2 separate regions of the Pan troglodytes genome follow, and region 2 is linked to region 1. A link is a contact called in public HiChIP or PLAC-seq data. All regions are on one chromosome and are shown on one strand. Each heading gives the region's core, a stretch centred on a gene start, on an enhancer-like site or on the middle of the called end of the contact. The rest is flanking DNA. Distances are from core to core; before and after follow the strand shown. Region 1 holds the start of CERS5 (ceramide synthase 5). Region 2 holds the start of AQP5 (aquaporin 5).

Region 1 (3,756 bases), core at 647-3,146:
CACTTAAGCATCTTTATTTTTGCACTTGAACGTCTGGCAGAGCATTTTGATGATGATGCACAAATACTACGAATAAATGGATGCGTGACTAGCTAAATAGAACACAAGATTTTGAAAGACTTGAGTCAAAAACAGTAGGCAAATCAAAGAAGCAATCCCAAACAGATGCTATCTTTCAGAAATTAACAGATTATTTCACCTGCAACATATTCCCATCCTAGAAAGGGCATTCCTGCATTACAATCATTTATGCTTGGATAAAGGCAAAACGAACAGATGTCCAAGAACCACCCTCATTACCTGGCCTATGGCAGAAACATGTCTCCTTTCTTGGAGTCTGAGTAGACTTGATCAAAATCACCCACAGGTATAAATTCACATTATAATATCACACACCAAAGCCTCAGTGAATATCTTTATCTTGGACAAACATATGATCCATTCACTTAAAGGTGAAATCACGTGGTTGAACAAAGTATATTGCAATTCTGCTAAACTCATTTAGAAGCTGGCTTAAGGCCGGGTGCGGTGGCTCACGCCTGTAATCCCAGCACTTTGGGAGGCAGAGGCGGGCGGATCACTTGAGGTCAGGAGTTACAGACCAGCCTGGCCAACATGGCGAAACCCGGTCTCTACTAAAAATACAAAAAGTAGCCAGGGCGTGGTGGCGCCTGCCTGTAATTCCAGCTACTCGGGAGGCTGAGGCAGGAGAATCGCTTCAACAGGGGAGGCGGAGGTCGCGGTAAGCCGAGATCGTGCCATTGCACGCCAGCCTGGGCAACAAGAGCGAAACTCTGTCTCAAAAAAAAAAAAAAAAAAAAAAAGAATCTGGCTCAATATAGCTGTCCTCTGATAAAGCCCTGTGGCTCTCCTCCATGCCTTCGAACACTCCTCCTTCCATTTCAGGCCCCAAGGCCTGTTCTGCAACTAATCTGACATCTTTCCATTACTTTGGAAGCCTAGGGCTCCACCACACCCTATCCCAACCAGATTTCTACCCTCCTACCAACAAACGTGCATGAGTTGACATACCAAACCAACTCTTAGGGCCAAACTAATCCTGTTCCCCCCAATTCTCGGAAACTCAAGCGTCCTAACAAATCTTAAGAGTCTGATGAGTCCATTCCTTTCCCTTGGAACGTCTGGCCCTTGCGTTGACCCCTCGGCTTCCATGGTCACAACTAGCTCTGGTTCTCCTGGCCCCTTCCTATCCCTCTCTTCGGGGCCTCTGCCAGAGCTCACACTGAACCTGTTTCCTCATCTGTAGGACCCTTGGAGGTTGGGAGGAGGCCTATATAACCCCCCCAATCCAACTCCGGATCTAACATTGAAGGGTCCCAGCATTCCCCTAGACCCTCACTCTTTCTCTTGCCCACGCCCCAAACTCCTTCTCCATCTAGGCTACCACCTCGCCCACGCGCCTAGCATCACCCGCCGCGGCCCAAGCTCCCCCAGCCCCTGCTTCCGGGCTTTCCTTGCAGTTCTGCTTCCGGCCCTCGGCCCTTCCCACAGCGGGGCGCCCCCGGCCCGCGCCCGGCCCCCGAGCCGCTCGCTCCCGGGCTCTCACCGCTCGAAGAGCAGCCTCACGAAGAAGATGCCCGCCGCCAGCGGGAACACCGAGAGGATGTGCCGGCCGCGGGGGTAACCGTAGCCGTCGGCCGGCCCCTCCAGATCAGCCCAGCTCACGTTCTCGGGTAGCCAGAAGCGCTCGCTCCACAGCCAGCCCCACAGCAAGCTTAGGGGTCCCTGCGCTGTCGCCATCTTACGCCCACCCCGAAACCACCGCCGCCACAAGCGTCAGCTGCCGCCACAGCCAACGGAACCCGCGGGGAGGCGGCCCCAGGGCGGGGCCCGGCCGGCGGCCACCCCCTTCCGGCCCCTTCTGGTCACTGCCACGGATCCGCCCGCCTCCCTGGCAGGGCCGGGCCTCTTCACCGCCCATCTCTCCTCCCGGCCCATTTCCCTCACTGCAACCCGGGGACCGCCTCCGGGGATCCACGCCCCTTCCCGAGCCTCTGACTCGCCCAGCCCGGCCCTGGGACCACGCCTCGGGCGGCCCTGGGCCCGCCCTCTTTTGCTGCTGGTCTAGGCCACGCTTCTACTCCTCCCTCACTCTTCCATCCAGCCACGGCCACACCCCTTATTTCAGGCCTAGCTCCTTTACAGGGACATTCTCCTTTCTCAGCCTGTTGGAATCGAATCCGTTCCGGCTCCCACCCAGGCGGTACCTCTGTCTCCACTCCCGGAGGCCAGATCGATCTCTCAGGTCAGGGCTTCTCTTGGATGTCAGCTGGTCCTGCCCACTACTGTCCGCCACTAGAGTTCTTTTCGCTCCCAACCTTTTCTTCCCTTCGTGCCCCGTGACCTCAGCCTACTTTCACTGCTTTATCCCTTAAAAATTCGTCACTTTTCCTCAGAAAAAAATGGACTTAACAGTTTACAAAAGGCCGGGCGCGGTGGCTCACGCCTGTAATCCCAGCACTTTCAGAGGCCGAGGCTGGCGGATCACCTGAGGTCAGGAGTTCGAGACCAGCCTGGCCAACATGGCCAAACCCCGTCTCTACTAAAAATACAAAAATTAGCTGGGCCTGGTGGCGCTGTGCCTGTAATCCCAGCTACTCGGAAAGCTGGGACAGGAGAATCGCTTGAACCTGGGAGGCGGAGGTCGCAGTGAGCCGAGATCGCGCCATTGCACTCCAGCCTGGGCGACAGACCAAAGACTCCGTCCCAAAATAAAAATAAAAAAAGTTTACAAAAATCCTTTTATTCTTCTCTTGGGGAAAAGGAAATGGAAGAAAAACAAAGTGAAAAGGGAAGCACTCAAAAAGTATACGTAAAGGCAGGCCGGGTGTGGTGGCTCACGCCTGTAATCCCAGCACGTTGGAAGGCCAAGGCGGAAGAATCACCTGAGGTAAGGAGTTCGAGACCAGGCTGGCCATGGTGAAACCCCGTCCCTACTAAAAATACAAAAATTACCCGGGTGTGGTGGTGCATGCCTGTAATCCTAGCTACTCGGGAGGCTGAGGCAGGAGAATTGCTTGAGGCGGAGATCACAGTGAGCCGAGACCGCGCCATTGCCCTCCAGCCTAGGCAACAGAGCGTCTCAAAACAAAAACAAACATAAAAAGGCCGGGCGCGGCTCATCTGTAATCCCAACACTTTGGGAGGCCGAGGCGGGCGGATCATGAGGTCAGGAGATCGAGACCATACTGGCTAACACGGTGAAACCCCATATCTATTAAAATACAAAAAATTAGCCAGGCATGGTGGCGGGCGCCTGTAGTCTCAGCTACTTGGGAGGCTCAGGCAGGAGAATGGCGTGAACCCGGGAGGCGGAGCTTGCAGTGAGCCCAGATTGCACCACTACACTCCAGCCTGGGCGACAAAGTGAGACTCGTCTCAAAAAAAAAAAAAAAAAAAAAAAAAAAAAAAAAAAAAAAAGTATATCTAAAGGACCTAAAGGCAAAACAAAATAAATAGCCAATGTTTAATGAGGTTTCCTGTGTGCCAGGCACTGCATGGAACATTTTACACAGGTTATTTCACTCCTTCACCCTATAAAGTTGATCTTGTTATCCCCACTGGGTAAGTAAACTGAGGTCCAGTGAGGCCAAACAACTTGCCCAAAGTTATGTAGGTAAGAAGTGGTAGCTAGTGTTAAGTCAAGTTTAATCTAAAGCTGCCTCCTTACATATTTAAGTTCGGCCTGAAGGTTTTCTGTACATTGTGAACTGTAACAAGTGGAGGTGTAAATCG
Region 2 (3,756 bases), core at 526-3,025, 210 kb before region 1:
TCTACTTCCTCTGCACCCTCCCGCTGGACTCTTCCCCCTAGCTTAGCACCACACTAAACCTTCAAGGGGCTTTTAAAATTAACAGTCACAACGTAAGGAGACTTTACTGAGCCTTACTCTGTGCCAGGCACTGTGCTAAGGGCTTCTCTAACACACATGGGAATGGGAGTCTTTAATGCAGCTCCTCTCCCGGGATCCTGGGGGTGGGTCCTCCCCCTCTAAGCCCTAGAGAGCCCTCCAGCCTCATTCTCCACATGCCCGACCTGGAGTGGGTGGGAAGAGGGAGAGGGTGGTGTGCGAGGAGGCAGCAGGTTACAAAGGGGTTACAAGCTCAGAGGGAAGGGGGATGGGAACTGGAAGAAAGTGTCACCCAGACCAGGGGTAGAAGAACTTGACTTTGGGGAGACTGAGAAAGACCACATGTAAGAGAGAGAGACATGGAAAATGAGTAGAAACAGACAGAAACAAAGAAAGGCACAAAAATTAAGAGGCAGAGAAAAGGTGAAAATAGCCAGGAGACAGAAACTGCAGGATGAGAGAAATGAATAGACAGAGACAGAGAGACTAAGACAGCAAAAGGCAGGAAGGAAAAACAGAAAATGAGAAGGTGTGAGAGAGAGAGAGATGGAGAGGTGGAGAACAGAGAGACTGAAATGAGAAAGAGACCTCTCGGAGAGAGACCGAGAGGAAGAGGCTGGCAGAGGGAGAGGGTCAGAGACCAAAGACAGAGACAAAAAGAGAAATAAGGTTTTGCAAAGACTGACTGACAGAAACAGATTTCGAGGGGAGAGAGATCAAGACCAAGTGAGGGTTCGAAGGAGACTTAGGGGAGGTGGAGGAAGAGAAGGAGAGTCTTAGATCCAGGGTGAGGGGCTTCTAGCAGGAAGAGGGAAGACGCCAAGACCGCGCTTGGGAGGTCAGTGGTGCGTCTCTACCCCGCCTGCTCCCCCACTCCAACTCCCAGAGTCTCAAGGCCTCACGTCACACCCCCGTCCCGTCCCGTCGACAAGGGGAACCCCGGCCTGGGAGAGGGCGCCTCCGGGGGTCCGTTGCCTAGTCCAGGTACTGCCCAGCTACCGGGCGTCAAGGATTGCGAAGCGTCGGGGCAGGCTGGCACGGTGCCCACTTTTCCCAAAACGCCAGCCTTCCAAGCCCAGAAGCTCGCCCGGCCCAGGCCGGGAGCGGCCCACGTCGGACGGCCGGACCGCCCTGCAGGACCCAGCCCGGCCGCCCGCCCCCGCCGCCGGCGGTGAGGGAGGTGAGCGGCGCCGACCTGCGGGACGAGCATCACTCCGACCCAGCCGGGGGTGAGGCGGGTCAGGATGCTCCGGTCGCAGGAGGAAAAGGAGGAGCTGGACCAAAAGCCCGAAGAGAAGAAAAGGGGAAGGCCGCGCACGGAGCGCGGTAAGGGCCGGCGGAGCTAGACGCCCCGAGGTCGGAGTGAAGCGCCGGGACCGAGCCCCGTCTCCCAGGGAGTCCGGGGCGCCCGGCACCGAGGAGAGCGCGGGAGCCAACCTGGGCGCATCATGCGCAGGGCCCGGGACGCTGGGCCGGTCTACACCGCCGCCTGGGTCACGTGGCCCGGACGGGCCGGCGGCTGCCCCGGCCGGGGGGCGGGGGTCGCGCCGGGGTTGCGCTGGACGACCGGGAGCGGCGGGCCCGCAGCGGCCTGGAGCCTCCCAACCCGCGCGCCGCGCTGGCCCCCGAGCGTAGGAGCCGCCCCCTGCCCCCCCGCGCCGGCCCCGCGCCCGGCCGCCCGCCCCCTATATAGCGCGCCCCAGCAGGGCCCGCGCCAGGCCGCCAGCCTCGGAGTGGGCGCGGGACAGTGCGCGGCGCCCCGCAGCCAGGCCCCCGCCCCCGCCGCATCCACCTCCTCCGCCGCCTGCGACCCAACGGGCGCCCCCCGCCGCGGCAGCTGCCGCCGGGCCCCCGCGGCCACCATGAAGAAGGAGGTGTGCTCCGTGGCCTTCCTCAAGGCCGTGTTCGCCGAGTTCTTGGCCACCCTCATCTTCGTCTTCTTTGGCCTGGGCTCAGCCCTCAAGTGGCCGTCGGCGCTGCCTACCATCCTGCAGATCGCGCTGGCGTTTGGCCTGGCCATAGGCACGCTGGCCCAGGCCCTGGGACCCGTGAGCGGCGGCCACATCAACCCCGCCATCACCCTGGCCCTCTTGGTGGGCAACCAGATCTCGCTGCTCCGGGCTTTCTTCTACGTGGCGGCCCAGCTGGTGGGCGCCATTGCCGGGGCCAGCATCCTCTACGGTGTGGCACCGCTCAATGCCCGGGGCAATCTGGCCGTCAACGCTGTGAGTGCCCTGGGGGGGTGGGAGCCTCGACCCTGGGGTGGGCTCAGGACCAGGCCTCTTACCCCACCTGGAAAAAACGGGTGCCGCAGAGTGGGCCAGCCCACACCCTTCACCAGGAAGGCAGAGCCTCCCAAGGCCAGGAAGGCAACTCTCCAGGCTGATGTGTGCTCCCTTCCTGCCCACCTCCTCTCCCCCTCCCCTCATGCTGGCCCACCCTGGTCTCTCTCCAATGCCTGCTACCCCTCCTCTCCTGCCAGAAACTTCTGCCTCCTCCTGTCTCACCTTTGAGCTCCACTTTCCTCCTGGGCCCCTCACCTCTCCCATCACCTCAGTGGAGCGGTTGAGTAGAACCACCAGAGAAAAGCGGGCTGTCATCATGGCTTTGGGTGACCCTGGCCTGTCTGTGCTTCATTGTTCTCAGCGCCTCCATGGGGATGGTTGTGTCTGCCACAGCAGGTGTCAAGGGGCTCACATTTAGAAACCGTAGATAGGAACCCCCTAATGTGGGGCCAGTGCAGAGCAGTTTCTGTTGAGTATTGGTTCCCTCTTTCCCCAACCTGTGCTCCTCCCCTCAACCCCGCACCCCTGCCTCCCTCCCACCTCCTGCAGCCCCAGAGTCAGCCCCCAACCCCATGCAAACTGGGTTCATTAATCAAACACAGAGGAGGATTTGCTTGGCCATTGTCAAGCTGTGAGTCAGCCGCACTGGAGAGACGGGTTTAAGGCTGGCACTGGCATGGGGCCAGGCATGGGCAGGAGGCCGGGATGGGGTGTGAGGCAGGCAAACCGGGCAGCTGCCCACAGGATGGAGGGTAAATGCCAGCTTATGGGGGCTGGGGGTTGGGCAGAGCCATTGATAGGCCCATGTCCAGGAAAAGCTACCCTGACGCTCTGCCCTTTGGCCACAGGCCTGAGCTTCAAGCCTCTGCAAACTGTGAAATGTATAGTGTCTTTAACAAATGGCTTCGCTGGGGCGATGTCCACAGGACTTGGCTTCCAGGTGCCAAGGTGCTCTAAGTGTCCCTGGAGGCCAAAAGCCCTACTCCCCGAGCCCCTGGCTATACAGCCAGAAGGTGGCCGGGGTCCTAACCCGCTATCCTCTTGCAGCTCAACAACAACACAACGCAGGGCCAGGCCATGGTGGTGGAGCTGATTCTGACCTTCCAGCTGGCACTCTGCATCTTCGCCTCCACTGACTCCCGCCGCACCAGCCCTGTGGGCTCCCCAGCCCTGTCCATTGGCCTGTCTGTCACCCTGGGCCACCTTGTCGGAGTGAGCAGTACCGACATTGGGCTGGGGTGAGGGTGGGGCAGGCACTCAAGGCAAATAATGGAGCCCTGGAGCGGAGCCCACTTCAGATTGATGAGTCCAGCAGAGTTTAAGGCCTGGATTTAGGGCTCCTGGACTCTGGCCCTACTGGGCCCCAGAATTGATCCCCCCAAAACCTCTGGGC

What was found. HiChIP or PLAC-seq counts read pairs in DNA pulled down with a chosen protein or histone mark.
Region 2: an H3K4me3 HiChIP or PLAC-seq map of stem cell-derived excitatory neurons shows a contact between it and region 1, with 6 times the contacts expected there. The contact joins the promoter of AQP5 here to the promoter of CERS5 in region 1. A contact is called at or near these places in 1 of 7 Hi-C or Micro-C datasets (stem cell-derived neural progenitor cells) and 1 of 1 datasets of contacts at active chromatin or transcription factors (stem cell-derived excitatory neurons).

What each region holds. Positions count from the first base shown.
Region 1 is chr10:45,702,849-45,706,604 of NHGRI_mPanTro3-v2.0_pri, reverse strand. CERS5 (ceramide synthase 5) reads right to left here and starts at 1,896. Exons shown (of 11, transcript XR_010148304.1): 1 at 1,568-1,896.
Region 2 is chr10:45,908,097-45,911,852 of NHGRI_mPanTro3-v2.0_pri, reverse strand. It overlaps AQP5 (aquaporin 5), which reads left to right and starts at 1,775. Exons shown (of 4, transcript XM_001157125.7): 1 at 1,775-2,303; 2 at 3,411-3,575. The coding sequence starts at 1,941. It overlaps LOC104001538 (a long non-coding RNA gene), which reads right to left and starts at 2,843. Exons shown (of 2, transcript XR_673400.5): 1 at 2,586-2,843.